Regions from separate parts of the Mus musculus genome. Here region 1 is linked to region 2. A link is a contact called in public targeted proximity ligation data. All regions are on one chromosome and are shown on one strand. The core of a region is the stretch at or near the end of the contact, and the rest is flanking DNA. Distances in the headings are between cores, read along the strand shown. Region 1 overlaps Plec (plectin). Region 2 holds the start of Pycrl (pyrroline-5-carboxylate reductase-like).

The links.
Region 1: a contact with region 2 is called in a targeted proximity ligation map of pancreatic cancer cells. A contact is called at or near these places in 3 of 39 promoter capture datasets (the C10 cell line, embryonic stem cells and pre-B cells), 3 of 484 Hi-C or Micro-C datasets (B cells, CD4 T cells and embryonic stem cells), 10 of 130 datasets of targeted methods (the 230-238 cell line, the SCID.adh cell line, astrocytes and 6 more) and 4 of 9 other capture datasets (adipose tissue, liver, macrophages and 1 more).

What each region holds. Positions count from the first base shown.
Region 1 is chr15:76,189,009-76,191,924 of GRCm38.p6, forward strand. Plec (plectin) reads right to left here. Exons shown (of 33, transcript NM_001163540.1): 8 at 2,412-2,527; 9 at 2,234-2,340; 10 at 2,009-2,128; 11 at 1,841-1,936; 12 at 1,451-1,578; 13 at 1,094-1,187; 14 at 249-403; 15 at 1-172. Among named protein-coding and RNA genes, the nearest start is that of Plec, 16 kb to the right of the region's middle.
Region 2 is chr15:75,920,269-75,923,479 of GRCm38.p6, forward strand. Pycrl (pyrroline-5-carboxylate reductase-like) reads right to left here and starts at 1,292. Exons shown (of 6, transcript NM_025412.2): 1 at 1,108-1,292. The coding sequence starts at 1,198.

The DNA.
Region 1 (2,916 bases), core at 58-2,557, 270 kb after region 2:
CTCTACCCAGGCCAGCAGGTCTTGCAGGTAGCGCAGTGTGGAGTCCTCTAGCTCTGGGCGCCTCTGTGTACTCTGCAGGGTCACCTGGGTCACAGGGGCACCCACTCCTGCCTTCAGCCGGAGGTTGTACTCAGTGCGGATGGCTACCAGGCGCTCATGCAGACGATACACCCTGAGGAAGCACAGGAGTTGGGAGGTCAGGCGGGTCTCAGACCTCCTAACCCAGCCTTCCCAGGTAAGGTACATACCTCCGGTACATCTGTTCACCCTGTGGATGCCGCCCATCTTTAAGGGTCTGCACATCATTGAACAACAGCCGGATCATACCATCAGCCTTGTCCAGGTCTCTCTCGACTTCCCCAGCTCGCTGAGCCACCTTGCCTGAGGCCAGCAGCCGAATATCCTGCAAGACCGTCCTGAGTGACTTGGCCTGGCTAACTCTCCTACTCACTGCCTAGGGTTCTCAACCAACGCTGCCCCTTCACCCCTTCCCCCAGCCTAAAAATCAAGGTCCCGTGTGGCTCACAGCCTTGGATTCTCATTCACTCCTTTCCCTCCCAGTGAGCCCACACATCTTCCTAGCACGCTTCTAGACTAATCTGTATCAGTTCTCCCGGGACTCAGGATCCTGTTCAAAAGATTCCCACTAGGTCCAAGGACAGAGACTGTCCCAGCTTTGTTCACAGGAGACTCTGTGCCTCAAGCTCCATCACCTACCACATAACTTCTCCCACCCAGGCTCACACAGCCCTGTGCCTTATGGACCCCAAAGCCCTCATCTAGCCATGAGGCTGGGGTCTCCCTACTCCCTACTCTCTGAGGAAGGAGGGGATGAGGGCCACGCTGGAATGAAGCAGGGAGGCAGACAGTCCTGCCTGGTGGCCAGAGGCCAGTTCTGCTCACAAAAGGAGGTCAGGGTTGGCAGCAGACCAAAAGGGCCCGGTTTTCCCGCCCTAGTGCCACACCCTGGGCCTGTAGCCCAGCAGGCCACAACCCTGGCTGCAGAGTAAGCAGCCCGATGCTCCTCCTACCTCCCTCAGGCCTGGAGGGGTGCCCACCCTACCCCTTGCCCCGCCTCTCTTCTCTCCCTCACCGACTGCAGTAGGGCGTCCGCCTGGTTCAGCTGCTCCTCACACAGCCCAGCCTCCATCTGTAGCTTGCTCACAATGCGCTGAAGACACTCCAGCCTATGGACCAGATCACGGCAGAGCCCCACAGGGAGTCACTCAGGGGCCCCCCACACTGCAGCGTCAGAGGAGCTCCCCTCTGCTCTGGCCTCTCAGCCTGCCTCGGGCGTACTGTCCCGCTGGCCCCAAACACCGAAGCTTGGTCGGGTGTGGGGGGGTTTCCTCCTCAGGCAGTGACTCACCCTAGGGTGGTTCCCCTGCCACCACAGGGCCCCACCCGCCCGCTGTCTCCCGCACCGCCTGCCACCCTCCACATGGCCCACCTCTCAAACTCGCTTCGCAGTTGCTTCTCCCGCTCCAGGATGGCCACATGCAGCTTGCCCCACTCCTTCTCCACATCTAGTGGGTGGTAGCCAGGGGGAATCTTGAGCTGGCCCGCTTGTACTGCCCCCTGTGAAGAGGGGCAAGCTCAGGCCTAAACTGGACACAGGGAATCCTGGATGCTGTGCCCCTCAGCTTCTCCACAACCTGGCATAACTTTGGCTCCTAAGCACTAGGGATAGGCAAGAGCAAGCCATACTACAGAGGCATTGAATTCTGGGGCTCAGACGTCTCGATTTATCTACCTAGGGAATACATGACCCTCATACCCCCCAGCTGTCCCCAAACCAGAAGACACCCCACTCACTCCCCTTAGAAGCACCTCACTTTACCTCCAAAGACTGGTAGATAACTTTGGACCGGTTTTTGTCTGCCTCCTTGGCAGGAAGTTCTGTCTCCTTGAACTTCAAAAACTGGCACCATAGGATCTGTAGAGGCAAGGGGTGTCAGCAGCTACACCAAGACAATCCAAGGATGCCAGCCCAAGTAGGCAGGCCTACCTCAATCTCTTCAAAGCTGGAGGGGAACTTGCGCTCCTCAAAAGCAGCGGTGTGGTGCCGGATCCATTGCAGCAGCAGCAACACAAGCTCCCGGTACTCCTGCCAACGAAGCTGCAGCTCCTAGGAGCAAAGGCCTGAGTGAGCAACCTTCAGGGTCTCGGGATCTAGTACACTATGCACCGTCAGTCAGGGACACCCGTCAAGGGCACCCGTCCACCCACTTACATTGGCCCTCACTCCGTCCTGTGCACCAGGCACGCGGGGCATAGCATCGTACAGGGATGAAACATAGGTGATGATGGACTTTTCATCAGGCTGAGGGACGTCCACATCTGCAGGGAGAGGTTGGCTCAGTGGGGTCCAGGCAGCAAGGGTGAAGATGGGGAAAGCCAGCGGATCGTACCTTCTGGGTCCAGGAGCCGTGTAACTCCCAGGTCCCGCTCTGCCACCGAGAATGCCTGGTCTAGGTTCTCCAGGTTGGTCTGTCGATACACTTTATTCATATCTATGAGCATGGGCCTGTGGACAAGTTGGGATGATAACAGAGACACCCACTGAGCAGGGCTACATAAACGTTCCTTCGTACATCCTAGCAAACAGAGCCCATACCCTCTTACTTCCCTAACATCTCCAATCCTGCCCTGAGGGAGTTGATTTTTGTTTTGGGTTGGGGGGTTGTTGTGGTTTTGAGGCAGGGTCTTCTTTGTAACCCTGGCTGACTATAACTCCTGTGTAGACTAGACTCACTGAACCACCTGCCTCTGTGTCTGCCTCTGGAGCACTAGGGTTAAAGGCACGCACTACCACACCCAGCAACGGGGGCCCACAGAGCCTATGGTGGGCATCAGCACAGGAGCAGGGCACAGGTTAGACAGCATCAGCTTGGGCTCCTATAGTCTCCCTGCCCA
Region 2 (3,211 bases), core at 42-2,541:
GGGCCTCTGGACTTTGAAATACAACTGAAAGCAGAGAGCCAAAGGTCACCAACTTCCTCTACCCGCAATCTGTTCATAAAGTTTTCTAAATACTGTACAGCCGTGCTGGGCCAGTAAAACATCAGTTATATACACCAGCAGTCCTCAGCCCGGAAGAGTTTGCCTCTCTCCCCACCATACCCCTCAAGCTCCAGGTAGCAGACATTTGGAACTGGTGGAGAAACGTCAGTCTTCAAATTCAAGGTATTGTTGCCATAAAGAAATGACAAACCAGCGATAGCAGGCACTCTTCAGAGCACAGGGCCAATCCTCTTCCTCCCGAGTGTCCTCACAGCTGCCCACCTCTGAGAGTGGGGGCTGAGGAATGGGTAGCCTTTGGTTAAGCCAGAGGCTGAGGAGGAAGAGGCCAGGACGTCAGACATTTAACTTGGCATTAAGTCGGTTCAATCTAAGGCACGATTTGAGCCACATATGGAACTAGAAACTCGCAGCCACATTAAGGAGATAAAAAGTTAAAAGCGAGTCAGCGAGTGGCTCACACTTTTAATTCCAACACTCTGGGAGGCAGAAAAAGGTGGATCCCTGAGTTCAGGATCAGCCTGGTCTACCTGGGAGTTCCAGGCCAAATGAACCCTGTCTCGAAAAGAAAAGAAAAGAAAAGAAAAGAAAAGAAAAGAAAAGAAAAGAAAAGAAAAGAAAAGAAAAGAAAAGAAGAGAAGAGAAGAGAAGAGAAGAAGAGAAAAGAAAAGAAACAAGCAAACTCCACTACAAAGAAGTCACACGTGAAGTCAATCGTAATATTCTTTAATGCAATACATTTAAAGGAATATTCACCAATACAATCAATGTTAAATAAATGAACTGGTTTTTTTTGGTTTTTTTCCCCCACACCTCGCCTAACATGCCCACTCACCGGCCTGGGAAGGGACTGCGGACTCATCCAGCGATCCTGGAGGCCTTAATAGAGTCCTGATGTATGATTCTCACCCAGGAAACCAGCGAATTCACCCTACTGGCCCTTGGTGTACCACGTGCGCCCCTCCCGCCAAGGCTTACGAACTCCTCCCATTAGAACGAAAGCTCCCCCAGCCAGGCCTCGCCTCCCACCTGCTTGGATGAGGCCTCGGGCAATGGCCTCCGCCATGCGGCCTGCACCCACGAAGCCCACACGCCGAGGTTCAGACATTGTCGCCGCCATCCTGCTCTGAGCTGGCCTTCTCTCGTCCTTGCGGCAGCGGGTCCCGCCCACTAGAACTGCTTTGACCGACAGAAGCGACTGGGCGGGTTTGGGAGGACAGAGGGGCGGGGCGGGGCGGGGCGGGGCGGGCGCAGACACTTGGATTTTGACGCTTGAGGCGGGATTTCCCCCAAGCTTTGGTAAACCATTGGTCAGTGATTTTGCTGAGGGGAAAGAAGAGAAAGGAAGGGGAGCTAGTCCTAAGCAGGCTGTCTAATTCCTCCTGAGAAGCCTGAAGCTAGCTAGAGTCTCTCCAAAACCCTTACAGAGAGATTTAGAGGGGGAGAAAAACAAAAAAAACAAAAACCAAAAAACGCTTGAACCACTCCAGGATGGGCCTGGGGTGTAAGGTAGGTACTCCAAGCTCTTGCCTAGCTTGGGTGCCTTGGGTTCAGTCCTCGGAGTGGGTTCTGGTTCTCTACATTAAAAGCAGCACTAACCATCAGTCACTAATACACAGCACTTATTTTTTAATTTAAAAAAAACTTTTGAGTGCTTTAGTGTCTCACCAAAATAGTTATCTGTATTGAATTCCACATATAGTGACATTTAGTCACTTAGCTGGCTATATGTATAGTCATTTAGCTAAAGTGAGAGCAGAGGAAAGAAAAAGCAAGCAAATCAAGAAGCCCAAAACAGAAAAAAAGGCAGGTTTTCATGAGCAATCAGAAGCCTGGCTGTGGTGGCACACACCTTTGGTCTCAGTCCCAGGCAGGTGGAGCTCAAGTTTGAGGCCAGCCTGGTCTACAAAGCAAATTCCAGAACAGTCAAGGCCACAGAGAGAATCCCTGTCTAACTAACTAACTAACTAACTAACTAAATAAATAAATAAATAAAATGATCAGGATCCCAGCCTTCGTCTCATCCAAATTACCAATTCAAACAACCACCAGCATACAGGTGGTTTGTTGCTGTCTTGTTTTGAATGTGCATAATTAGGCAAACTAGAACACAGCACTTAGAAGGGCAGTGCATGCTGTCTTTGGACTGTGAGGTCCCACAGTAAAGATGGTCATCTCCTGCTTGCCACAATTGGGATGTGATGGCCAGTCCTTCCCTCTCTCTCACTGTGCGAGGTGAAGAGTTATAATTTCCTAATCTTTCCCCAGACCCCACCTGAAGCCTACAAGCACTAAGTCTGCCTGACATTAGATGGACACCTGTAAAACCAGGAGCTAAAAACTACAGCTAAATAAGGCTTTTCCTTCTTAGACATTAACTGTCTCAGGTAGCAACAGGGAACCTGCAGAATCCTCAATATGGAGACAAAAATCCATTCTATGGGGTGAGGGACATGAGTGTAAAGAACTTGTGTATTCTGGGCGGCACCCAGAAATGTTCAAGGCTGAGACTTGGCCTCAAGTCTGTCGGAAAGTGTATGCAGCTGTCTGGCCAGAGTGATCAAGGCACTCTGATTCTTAGGACAGGGTGCATTTCTTGACATAATGACACGTTTAACACTGACTGGTGGTCACTGGACAACTGAGTGTCTGGCAAGTTCTGATAGACTCAGATCAGCTCTTCCTGGGGGCTGGGAGCTACATCCTTAATTCCTTCCTTAATGTCCTGGCCTGCTTGGTGGATGCTCATCAGAGGGTGAGGTTTAAAGGTGGAGATGGGTGCTGGGAAGGCATGGGCCTGAGGTAGGCTGGGCGGTACAACATAGGAGGGGACAGCTGACACTGCTCTAAGAGGATGAAAGACCTGGCAGGTTGTGACTGTCCTGCTGGAAGACAGAAGGCCTCAGATGCAGGCTGAGAACCAAGGGTGAGGGAAAACATTTGGATATCTTAATACTTCAGGGAGGTGAGAGGCAGAATGTCTAGGAGGGTTGGGCTGAGTGGAGAAAGCTGAGCAAATTATGAGACCTAGCAGACTGGCTGAGCGCCTGGGAAGGAGGCACTGGGTCGAATGGGTGTGGCTTCTGAAGATCCACCATAAGGCAAGGCAGCGCCTTCTGGTGGCAGCTCCCTA